2 separate regions of the Hordeum vulgare genome follow, and region 1 is linked to region 2. The links are chromatin contacts, called in public Hi-C maps. All regions are on one chromosome and are shown on one strand. Each heading gives the region's core, a stretch centred on a gene start, on an enhancer-like site or on the middle of the called end of the contact. The rest is flanking DNA. Distances are from core to core; before and after follow the strand shown. Region 1 holds the start of LOC123399476 (phytosulfokine receptor 2-like). Region 2 holds the start of LOC123397385.

Region 1 (4,909 bases), core at 2,106-4,605, 170 kb before region 2:
CCCAAGCTCCGCAGAAATCCGATCTAGAGGTAAAACTACGTGGTATAGGTTTGAGTTGCACGTGGCAAAGTTGTGTCTCAAATCAGCCCTAAACCCCCAATATATATAGGAGCTCACTATTAGAATCTGGTAATTTGCCATCAGCCAGTTCTTTGCCGCCTGCTGGCTGATGGCAAAGAACCTCTTTGTCGTCAGCTAACATCAAGCAGATGGTAAAGGGCAGACTGTTGGCAAACAAACTATTTGCCATTGGCCAGTCCTTTGCCGTCTGTCAGCGGACGACAAAGAGACCTAGGACAGACGGCAAAGAGGACAGATGGGTCCCAGCAGTCATTAGGCCTGCCAGGTCCGACAGAAGGGTCTCTTTGCCATCTGGGGGGCCTTTGCCGTTCGTCATGGGGCTCTTTGCCGTCCGGGGGCAAACGGCAAAGGGGACGAGACTATAAGGGTCGTCCCCCCTCCCCTCGCTCCACTACCCCCACTCCCCCACTATTGTCTCTCTCTCCACCGCGTCGCGCCTCGCTCCAGCACCACCGGCGGCCGGCCAACCCTCCACCGCCCCCGGTGCCGCCCCCTCCCCTCACCCGCCCCCCGGCGTCGCCCCCTTCCCTCACCGGCCCCCGGCGCCGCCGCTCCTCTCACTGGCCTGCAGCTTGCGTTCATTGACTGGAGTGTAGTTTACTGTACTCGCATGTGTAACGTTCCAGCTCATGAGCTAGCGGTTTTGGGTTGGGTACGAGAGGTGTGTATGGCTGGGTAGCCTTCCAAACACTGTAACCGTTGCACTGACCGCCGACTTGTCGGTCCGAGGTGATTAATGGAATGCCAGGTGTTCCAGTTCAAAAAAAAGTGCAAGTGGCACGGAACCGAACAACAATCTTCCAGTTTCCATACATACGTATATACTTCCTCCATTTTTAAATATTAGGAGATTTTACTATAGACTTCAACAAAATGAGTGAACCTCTAGTTAAAATTTATCTATATACATCCGTATGTAGTGTATATTGTAATTTTTAAAAGGACTTATATTTAAAAACGGAGAGAGTACATCCCACTCGCGGTTCAGTACAACTAAACCCTTGCATTGCACTGCTACTTTGCATTCGTCGTATGCCCCAGATAGTTAGATTAACCTCAAATATCCAGCTACCCCGGGCTACCATGGATTGCAAGATCTTTGCCATCATCATGTCTCTGGTAATTTTGGCAATCCTTCTTGTGTCTTTGGGAAATGTTCATAGAATTATATGAACCTGGCCAAGGATCCGTATTGCATCACCATTTACATATGTGGTTCCGCGAGACTCCCGTCTGCAATTGTGTCGACTGCCACACTACTTCAACAAAATTACAACGGGAAAAAGAAATCGTGGAGCCTCAAACCTAGGCCGCGTTCGGTAAACCCTCCAGCTCCGTAAAATACAGGAGTAGACGGAGCGGCACTTTTACAACTCTCAAAAAATACGTTGTGTCGCCCGCTCCGCTCCAGCCACTCCACGAGCGGAGAGCTGCCGAACAGGGCCATAGTGTCATGTGGATGGGTAGACAACAGTTTAGCACTACAAAAGTGATCTGATGCCAGCAACATTTATCACTGCTCTTTGTTCCATCTCCCTCATCCAAACATTTCACATTGATGCATGTAATTAGCATTGACACTTGCACAAGCGAAATATATAGATAAGAAGGTACTATAATTCACCATATGATCCATAGCACAATCATCACATATAAGAAAGCATCACACATCACATGGAATACAAGAGATGCAATAATCACCACGTCTAGACATCCATGATGAGAATTTGCACATAAGCAAACACGCTTGATCAACATCGGCTTCAAACTAGTCGCTGTTTAGTTCAGCGTGTATGTAAAACGTTTTGTGGATATTTAAGTAGTAAAAGGATACTATACCCATGAAGTTACAAATACGCGATTGGGCTCATCAAGCGATTGTAAACTACATTGAACTTGGACAAGGACATGAGCTCCTCGGGGGAAGAGGGAATCAATCCACTCACATATCACTATCCTCCAGTTACTACTTTGTTGTTCCCAGATACGACATGGTTGCCCCCTGATACAACATTGTTGCTCCCTGTCACAACATTGTTTCTCCCGGATACAACATTGTTGCTCCCATACACAACATGGTTTCTCTCAGTTACGACATTGCCGCTACCAGATACGGCATTGTTGCTCCCAGTTACGACATTGTCGTTCCCAGATAGAATTGTGTTGTCATTCCCGGATACAACATTGTTGCTTCCAGATCTGATAGTGTTGCGGCTCCCAGATATGACATTTGGTTGTTGGCCGAGTATGCGTCTATTACCCTTCACATACAATGGCATGTTGGTGGAAACCATACCCGGTGAGTGCCCCACAGTGGCGACGAGGCCCTTGAGACGTGTCAAACGCTTAGGTACCTTGCCAACCAATGAATTATTTGAGAGATCCAATAAGCGAAGGTGGTCAAGCTCACCAATCCACGACGGGATGGTGCCGACCAATCTGTTGTTGGCAAGGCTGAGTGACTTGAGATCACCACAATCCGCGAGGCTAAGTGGAAGCGACCCACTCAGGTAGTTTGAAGTGAAGTCAACCGAAGAAAGAAGTGGCATGCCGGAGAAGTTGACACGAGCAATCGGACCAGACAAAGAGTTATTGCAGAGATTGAGCTCACGAAGAGATGACAAGGATGACAAGGACGGTGGCAGCAATCCTGAGAAGCCATTGGAGTGTGCAGCCAAATGCTCCATCGACTTGAGGTTGTGGAACACGTTGTCTGGGAGTTGGCCGGAGAAGCGGTTGATGGACAAATCCAACAAGGTGAGGTTTTTGAGGTCGCTGAGGCGCGAGCTCAGCTGACCTACGAGGTTGTTGGATGCGAGGGAGAGCTTCCGCAGCCCAACGAGGCCGAAGAGCGCATCGGGAAGGGTGCCGGCGAAAGAGTTGGAGCTGAGGAAGAGCTCCTCCAAGCGCGCCAGGCCTGCGAGAGAGGCTCCTGGGATGGACCCTGCGAGGCCATGGCCGGGGAGCCGCAGCACGGTGACGCGGCCGTTGGCGCCATGGCAGCCCACACCTTCCCAATCGCAGCACGAGGCGCCAGACCACACCGTGCGGAGGTGGACGGCACCACCGCCTCTGAGGTTCCGGGCCAAGCCCCGCAGCGCGCGTAGGTCGTCGGGGTGGCAGGTCGCGCACGCCGCTGGCAAGAGAAACGCCAAGCAGAGCAGCAGCAGCCAGCATTTCGCCATGGAATCAGCAGCTATGTGTGCACAAACGCGAGAACTCAACAAGAAACCATTCTGGGATGCATGGGATTCGCAAGCGCTAGCTCTTGCTTGGCACAAACTGCTTGGGTGGTGCATTGTATCTTATATACACGCGTGGAAGGAAGCATGCGTTGCAAGTGGTTCAAACTTGACTTTCATGCACGGTGCTGTCAGTCGACTGAATTCATGGGTGGCCATGCGTTGCAAGGACCAGTCCGTGCCCACCGCTGTCGATTTTCATCCATGGTGCTGTATGTCGACAGAAATTTGTGGGTGGTATGCAGGCATGTACTCAAGACGGCAACTCCTGCTCCTCAACAACCCAGCTGGTCCCGTTCCGTTGTCATAGACTAGATTGGTCCTAGTCCATCATTTGTGCTGAGTAATATACTCTTTCATCGCCAGAAAAAAAGACTATCTGGGATTTTTTTTGCTCTCGGGCTTCATGGAGCCCGAAATTTTCAAAAAAGAATAATAATGATACACAAGTACTTATCGATGTGTACAACGGGAGAGATAATTGACATCCACTTCCCGCCAGCACGGCCCAACAACATCCGAGTTGTGCCCGGTCACGATAGAGAGGTGAACACTAAGTTCTAGTAGAAATTAATATCAGTAGTACATTAAGAAGCATGGATACAATACTTTTGGTATGGTTTTTGTATGACTAGTCTGATGTTAAAGAGTATAATTTCCAAAAAAAAATGTACCAAAGCAATACTTGTAAGTTGAAACAATGTTTGAAATTTGCACCAAGTCATGAGAAAATTCTCAATAAAAGGATTCTATTAAATGTGTTTTAGGGCATCTCTGTGTACGCTTGAATATTAATAAAAAAATTGTCTCACGCCCTTTATTCTCTCCTTTCTTTATTACTCCTATATGTCCATTAAAACTTATCCTTGATACTCCCTCTGATCCATATATATATTGAGCCTCCTAACATACTCCATATATATAATTGATATGTTGTGTGTTAGCATTTTCCAAAATATACCATAGCAATTAATTAGGTTAGTTAAGGTTATGCCCAAAACAGAATTTTAAAGTGGCTCACAAGAGCAAGTAATAGCACGATTGGAAACTATGCATTTTTCTAATAAAATTACATATACAAATAATTTTAATCCGAGTTACAGCTCTAAAGTTATAGCGTGATCCTGCTTAATATATTATTTGTAAATAATAAAAGTCAAAGACCTAAACGGGCTGAAAATAGGTCTATTACACTGAGCTACCAGGCAGCAAGCCTGGTAAGCTATCTCAAAAAACAACAACCAGCACTGAACTGCGGAGATAATGCTGCAGTTGGGCCGAAGCCCATAGACACTTAATGCTGGACTAGGGATTGTTTAAAGAGAAACTCGGGTATTTTTTTTATAAAATGCATGACAGACAGGCAGAAATGTTTCGTGCTTTATTAGTAGGGCTAAGATAAGATAAGAATCGTACATGTATTAGCCCCGCAAAAGAAACTACATGTGCTAGAAAAACATGATTTGTTATTTTTGTGTAGCTCACACGAAAAGGTATTTCACCTTTAAACTTTGCGAACAAATACTCCTTCCGTTCCTAAATACAAATCTTTTTAAAAATTTCATTAGTGAAATACATACAAAACA
Region 2 (4,779 bases), core at 1,244-3,743:
TCAGAGAATTTCCAAGCACGCCTTCTAAACCGTGACGAAGGGAGTATTCATTCTGATGCTTTTAAAAAGTCGCCTTGGATCATTTATATGTTTTTTTTTGCGGGGTTGGATCATTCATTGTTGAACTGAATGAATGGACTCTTTTTTGGTGGGTGTCTTGCCATTTTTAGTTGATAATGTGTTGATGGAGTACGGGAAAGCTGGTCTGTGTAATGTGGAACTCGCTCTGCAAATGGCTTCTTGTTCTTCCCACTTACATGGGCCTTCTTTATTAAATGTGTGCCTTATGTATTGTCCATGTACAACGTGTAGGAATGTACTCCCTCTGTTCATAGACATAAGTTTTTTTTAAAGATTTCACTAGAAGACTACATACAAAGCAAAATGAGTGTATCTATGCTTTAAACTATGTCTATATGCATTCGTATGTAGTCTTCCAGTAAAACCTGTAAAAAGACTTATATTTAAGAATGGAGGAAGTATTTACCATGCAGTGGTATGAAATCATAGAAGCGCAATGTACTGTGATCCAGTTTATTATCTACAGTACATCTTGAGGCTGAATCATAAACCTAGGTAGCAAAACAGTTTTGTTCCACCACTAAAAAATGGAACCAAAAATGTGGATCACTCATTATAATCTTGACAAGATGTGTAGAATCCATATATAACAACCAGTCAAACCATAAATAAAAATAAAACACACTCCATCGTCTTCCCAACCAGTCAAACTATATATTCCATCAGTTCGCAAATATAAGGACTATTAGTTTTTTGAAAAGACAAATTTCTTTAACTTCAAGTTCAAAGCAAAAACATATTGACATCCACAATATTAAATAAAAATAGTATGAAAAATCATTTCATGATGAACCTAATCATACTGATTTGATATTATGAATTTTGATATATTTCTCTATAAATTTGATTTAAATATTTTTAAAGTAATACAACTTATATTTTTGAAACAGAGTAAGTATTTTTTTAAGAAACCAACAACACCAACAAGGCAGCAAAATGCACCCAACCTTTCTACTAAATACATTGTGCTCCCTAATTTTAGACTTCTCTCAGTTGAGGTGTTCAATTTTGGATTTGATTCATGAATTTGACCGTGTCAACGAATTTGATAGAGATTATTTCAAATTTGGTTCAAAGTTTTTATTCAGTTGAGGTGCTCAACTTCTTATATGGTTCACAATTTTGACTAGGTCAATTATTTTGATTGAGGTTTTCAATTTTGAATTGTTTCTTGATTTTGACCGAGTTAATGATTTCTCAGGCCAATCGGTGAAAATCATCCTATAAATACACATGAGTCCTGCATATCCTCTCATCAACCAACAAAGAAGAATTCTCAACAGCACGACACTGTAGCATCAATATTGTACATATGGTAGGTCAATTGTTAGAGAGACCTTTTTTTTGCCTTAAATGGCATAAAACGTGGTTAAAGCCATATTATAGGACAACTAATGGAGATGCTCTAGGAACCTAATAACGCATGGACGTCGGATAGAAGCACATGACAAATCAAACATTTTCGATGACATATTTAAGCGAGGATGTCAGTTTTAGTTGGCAAGCATGGCAACTTCGTCCTTCAGTATATTTTTGATAGAAATTACTGTGTGTGTCAACTAATTTTCCAACCCTGCGGCAATATAATTGGCATTGAAAATGTTCGATTTGCCATGTGATCGTACCTGACATCAGGCAATTATCTTTTTTTTTTGGAGGGGAGGCACTTATCATTTCTGATGTTCTAAGGGCGCCAAATAGGATTCAGGCGATGCGGGCCTTATAGGTAAACCTCTCTTGGTCTGGTGCAGCCACACAAGGAGGTGACAGCCCATTTTCTTTACGGCCCAATGTGCTATCGCAAAGACGAACTTTTAAGAAGGTGGCTATGTGGGCCGTCGATCCATCAAACGGATTCACAGTCGCATAGTGATGTTGGACCTAATTCTCTCAGCTCACCTCTTCTCTCTTGGTTGTTTCACACAACACACACAAGAACACAAGAAATTTGATTCGTGCTGCCTCACACAGCTCACAGCTTTTCTCCTCTCTATATTTTCTCTTCTTTCCAAAGCAAACAAGATAACAACTTATATGACACACGCACACAACGGCCACGATCAGCCATGAGCTAACTAACTGCCCACGTCCTGAGCGTGTGCAGCCGCTCCACTAATTTAGCTACATGCAAACTCCACTTGCTATTTTCACGTACTAACTTACTTGACCGAATCACTCGGTTCAAACATCTATGCAGACCAACGCTTTGCCCAGCTTGCATGCAGCACCGTGCATCACACACGGCATCGTCGTCCGCCTCACGCGGTACTTGGGCAACTCCTCAATACATGCCAACCGAACCACCTAATATGCATTGGCCCTATGTGACTCTAACTCATGCAGAAAATAAACATGCAGATACATAAAACATCAAGATTATATCTAACAAGTGAGTGGTAGTCGTGCGCCCCATGGTCGGAAGCCGCCGCCGCCGCGGAAGAGCGCGGCTGCCGCCGCAGAGTGCCGAGCCGCCGCCGCCGCCTCCGCCGGAGGAGGAGGAGGATGCAGCTCTCAGCTCCAGGTCTACTCCCGACCCTAACCTTGCTCATCTCTCTTTTTATCTTCCACATCTTCGTTTTCGTTAGGTTTTAAGCAGATGCGAGCCTAGAATCGGGAGAGTCAGCAATCTCGCCCTAGTGAATCCATAGTAAAATTTCGAGCATTTTGGCGAATTTGTAGGAACATATTGATGATTTGGCAGGGTGATATTTAGGGTATTTTTGTGAATTAGTGGTGCTATAATTGACTCACTGTCACTAGTCTCCCCTAAATTTGGATCTACACCACTGTCTACAAGGTGTGGCACTCGGTTCGGTTGTTGATGACTCCATTTTCTCTTATGAGGGAAATGGTTTCAGTTTTCCTTAATTTCAATGTAGACGAGTATTACAATTTTGATTTTGGTAACTTTTTGTTTGGTGGTGGTCATGTTGCTGCCATGAATTGTGATCGCTTGTTTCAGTGATTTCCTGTAACTCAATGTCCAATGCGATTTGATGGATCCTTTTATTGTGGCTTATTATTGAAAAGGAATGAACTAAAATTTCTAATCAAAGTTGTCCACGTAAACCTTGGAGGTATGAGGAAATTGGTCACCTGATGTGATTCAGTTTGGTGCGCGCTTGGGCTGGATCCAAAGCAGAATCAGCAAAGAGCGTCTCTCAGTTTATTGCGCGGTTGTGTCTCTTGTTCATTTGGTCTTTCTCATGCAGTCATGGTCATGGTTCTGCCATGAACAATGCTCACTTCAGTTTGACGACCAAGTGAGTTGAGAAAATCATCACATAAAAGTTTTCTAGCATAAGGGGAGGATACTGTTGCGTTTTTACGTCGAGCAAAATCATCACCTATTGCTATTAAAGTTTGAGGATCTCTACAACGCGCACCCTTTGTCATTATTTGCAGATATTAAATTGTACATAGCGCTGGCTGGCACACTGAAGCTATTATAGTTATGCTAACGCAGAAAAAAAAGTCGTAGGTGGTTCTGGAGTAGCTTCTTCTGATTGAAGTTTGGCATGTCCCAGTTGTCACTCTTGTTTTCCTTATTGTTCAGTTAAAGCGTACTGCATTTCTTGTAGTGTATTAACTCCTGAAATATTTATTCAATATAGTGTGTTTCAGATCTTTATATTGATGCATTGTTCTTGAATTTATATGTGCCAGAGAAGTTACCACTGTGGAGAGGCCCTCTAAGAAAACCTGCTCTGCCTCAGCCTCGACCACGTTGGCTTTGTCTGGACCTTATGTTTGTGGAGATCTGCTGGACAGCCTGCTTCCTGAAATTCTGCTTCACGGGATTATTGCTCTGTTTGACTCATTCCATGACTTCCTTGCTTTCATTAGCACCTGCCGCTCTTGGCGCACTGCTGTTTCTACCCTTCCCTTTGTGTATACATTCAGTTTCCCGCCACTTCACTTCAAACCAGATGGTCCTTATGTTCATCCACATAGCGGCCGTATCAAGCCCATCCTTTTATCTAATTGCAAATGGCAGCTCAGTGATCCTAGCAAGAAAAACTCATCCCTTGCGTGTTCAGTGCCTAAAAATAGTCCAAATAAAATTTACTATTTGGGCTGCTCATATGGGTATCTTATCTTCTCCCACAAGGAGCACTGCCTCCTTGTCGATGTGTACACTGGTACCAAGGTGATGCCCCCCAAACTCCCACCTAACAATGATCTTGGGTACTTTTGTGGCATAGGCATCCTTACGGCCCCATTGATTTCACCCAACTCTCGCCTCCTCCTTTTCTCAAGAGAGTCCATGTTTGAGTGGCAGGTTGGAACACACTCCTGGTCAGAGCATACCCTTACTCTTGATTATGAACTCATCTATCAGATTGTCTTCTTCAAAGGTGATATCATTGTCGTAGAAAATCCTCTAAGGCTCCACACTGTACACTTGACACCTCAGTTCAGCATGCAAGAATTAGAAATTAAAAAGGAGTTTGCGCCTATAAACTCATGGTTGGTGGCCTGTGATGACATGCTACTCATGGTTGACCAAACGTACTCTGGTGAATCAGCAATCTTTAGGGTCTTTCGCCTCAACTTTTCTGTCAAGCCAGCTAAGTGGGTTAAGTTGGACAAGTTGGAAAATTATGCCCTGTTTGTCAGCCTCGATAGAAGGAATCCTACATTTTGTTGCATGAGCCCGGAAAGATGGGGAGGAAAGAGTAACTGCATTTATTTTGC

Evidence for each region. A called contact is a pair of places that touch in the nucleus more often than the background predicts.
Region 1: a contact with region 2 is called in a Hi-C map of leaf, with 2.7 times the contacts expected there. The contact joins the promoter of LOC123399476 here to the promoter of LOC123397385 in region 2. A contact is called at or near these places in 2 of 6 Hi-C or Micro-C datasets (leaf and seedling).

What each region holds. Positions count from the first base shown.
Region 1 is chr5H:575,580,344-575,585,252 of MorexV3_pseudomolecules_assembly, reverse strand. It overlaps LOC123399476 (phytosulfokine receptor 2-like), which reads right to left and starts at 3,355. Exons shown (of 1, transcript XM_045093888.1): 1 at 1,673-3,355. The coding sequence starts at 3,266. The coding sequence ends at 2,034.
Region 2 is chr5H:575,413,091-575,417,869 of MorexV3_pseudomolecules_assembly, reverse strand. It overlaps LOC123397385, which reads left to right and starts at 2,493. Exons shown (of 2, transcript XM_045091950.1): 1 at 2,493-2,602; 2 at 3,748-4,779. The coding sequence starts at 2,493.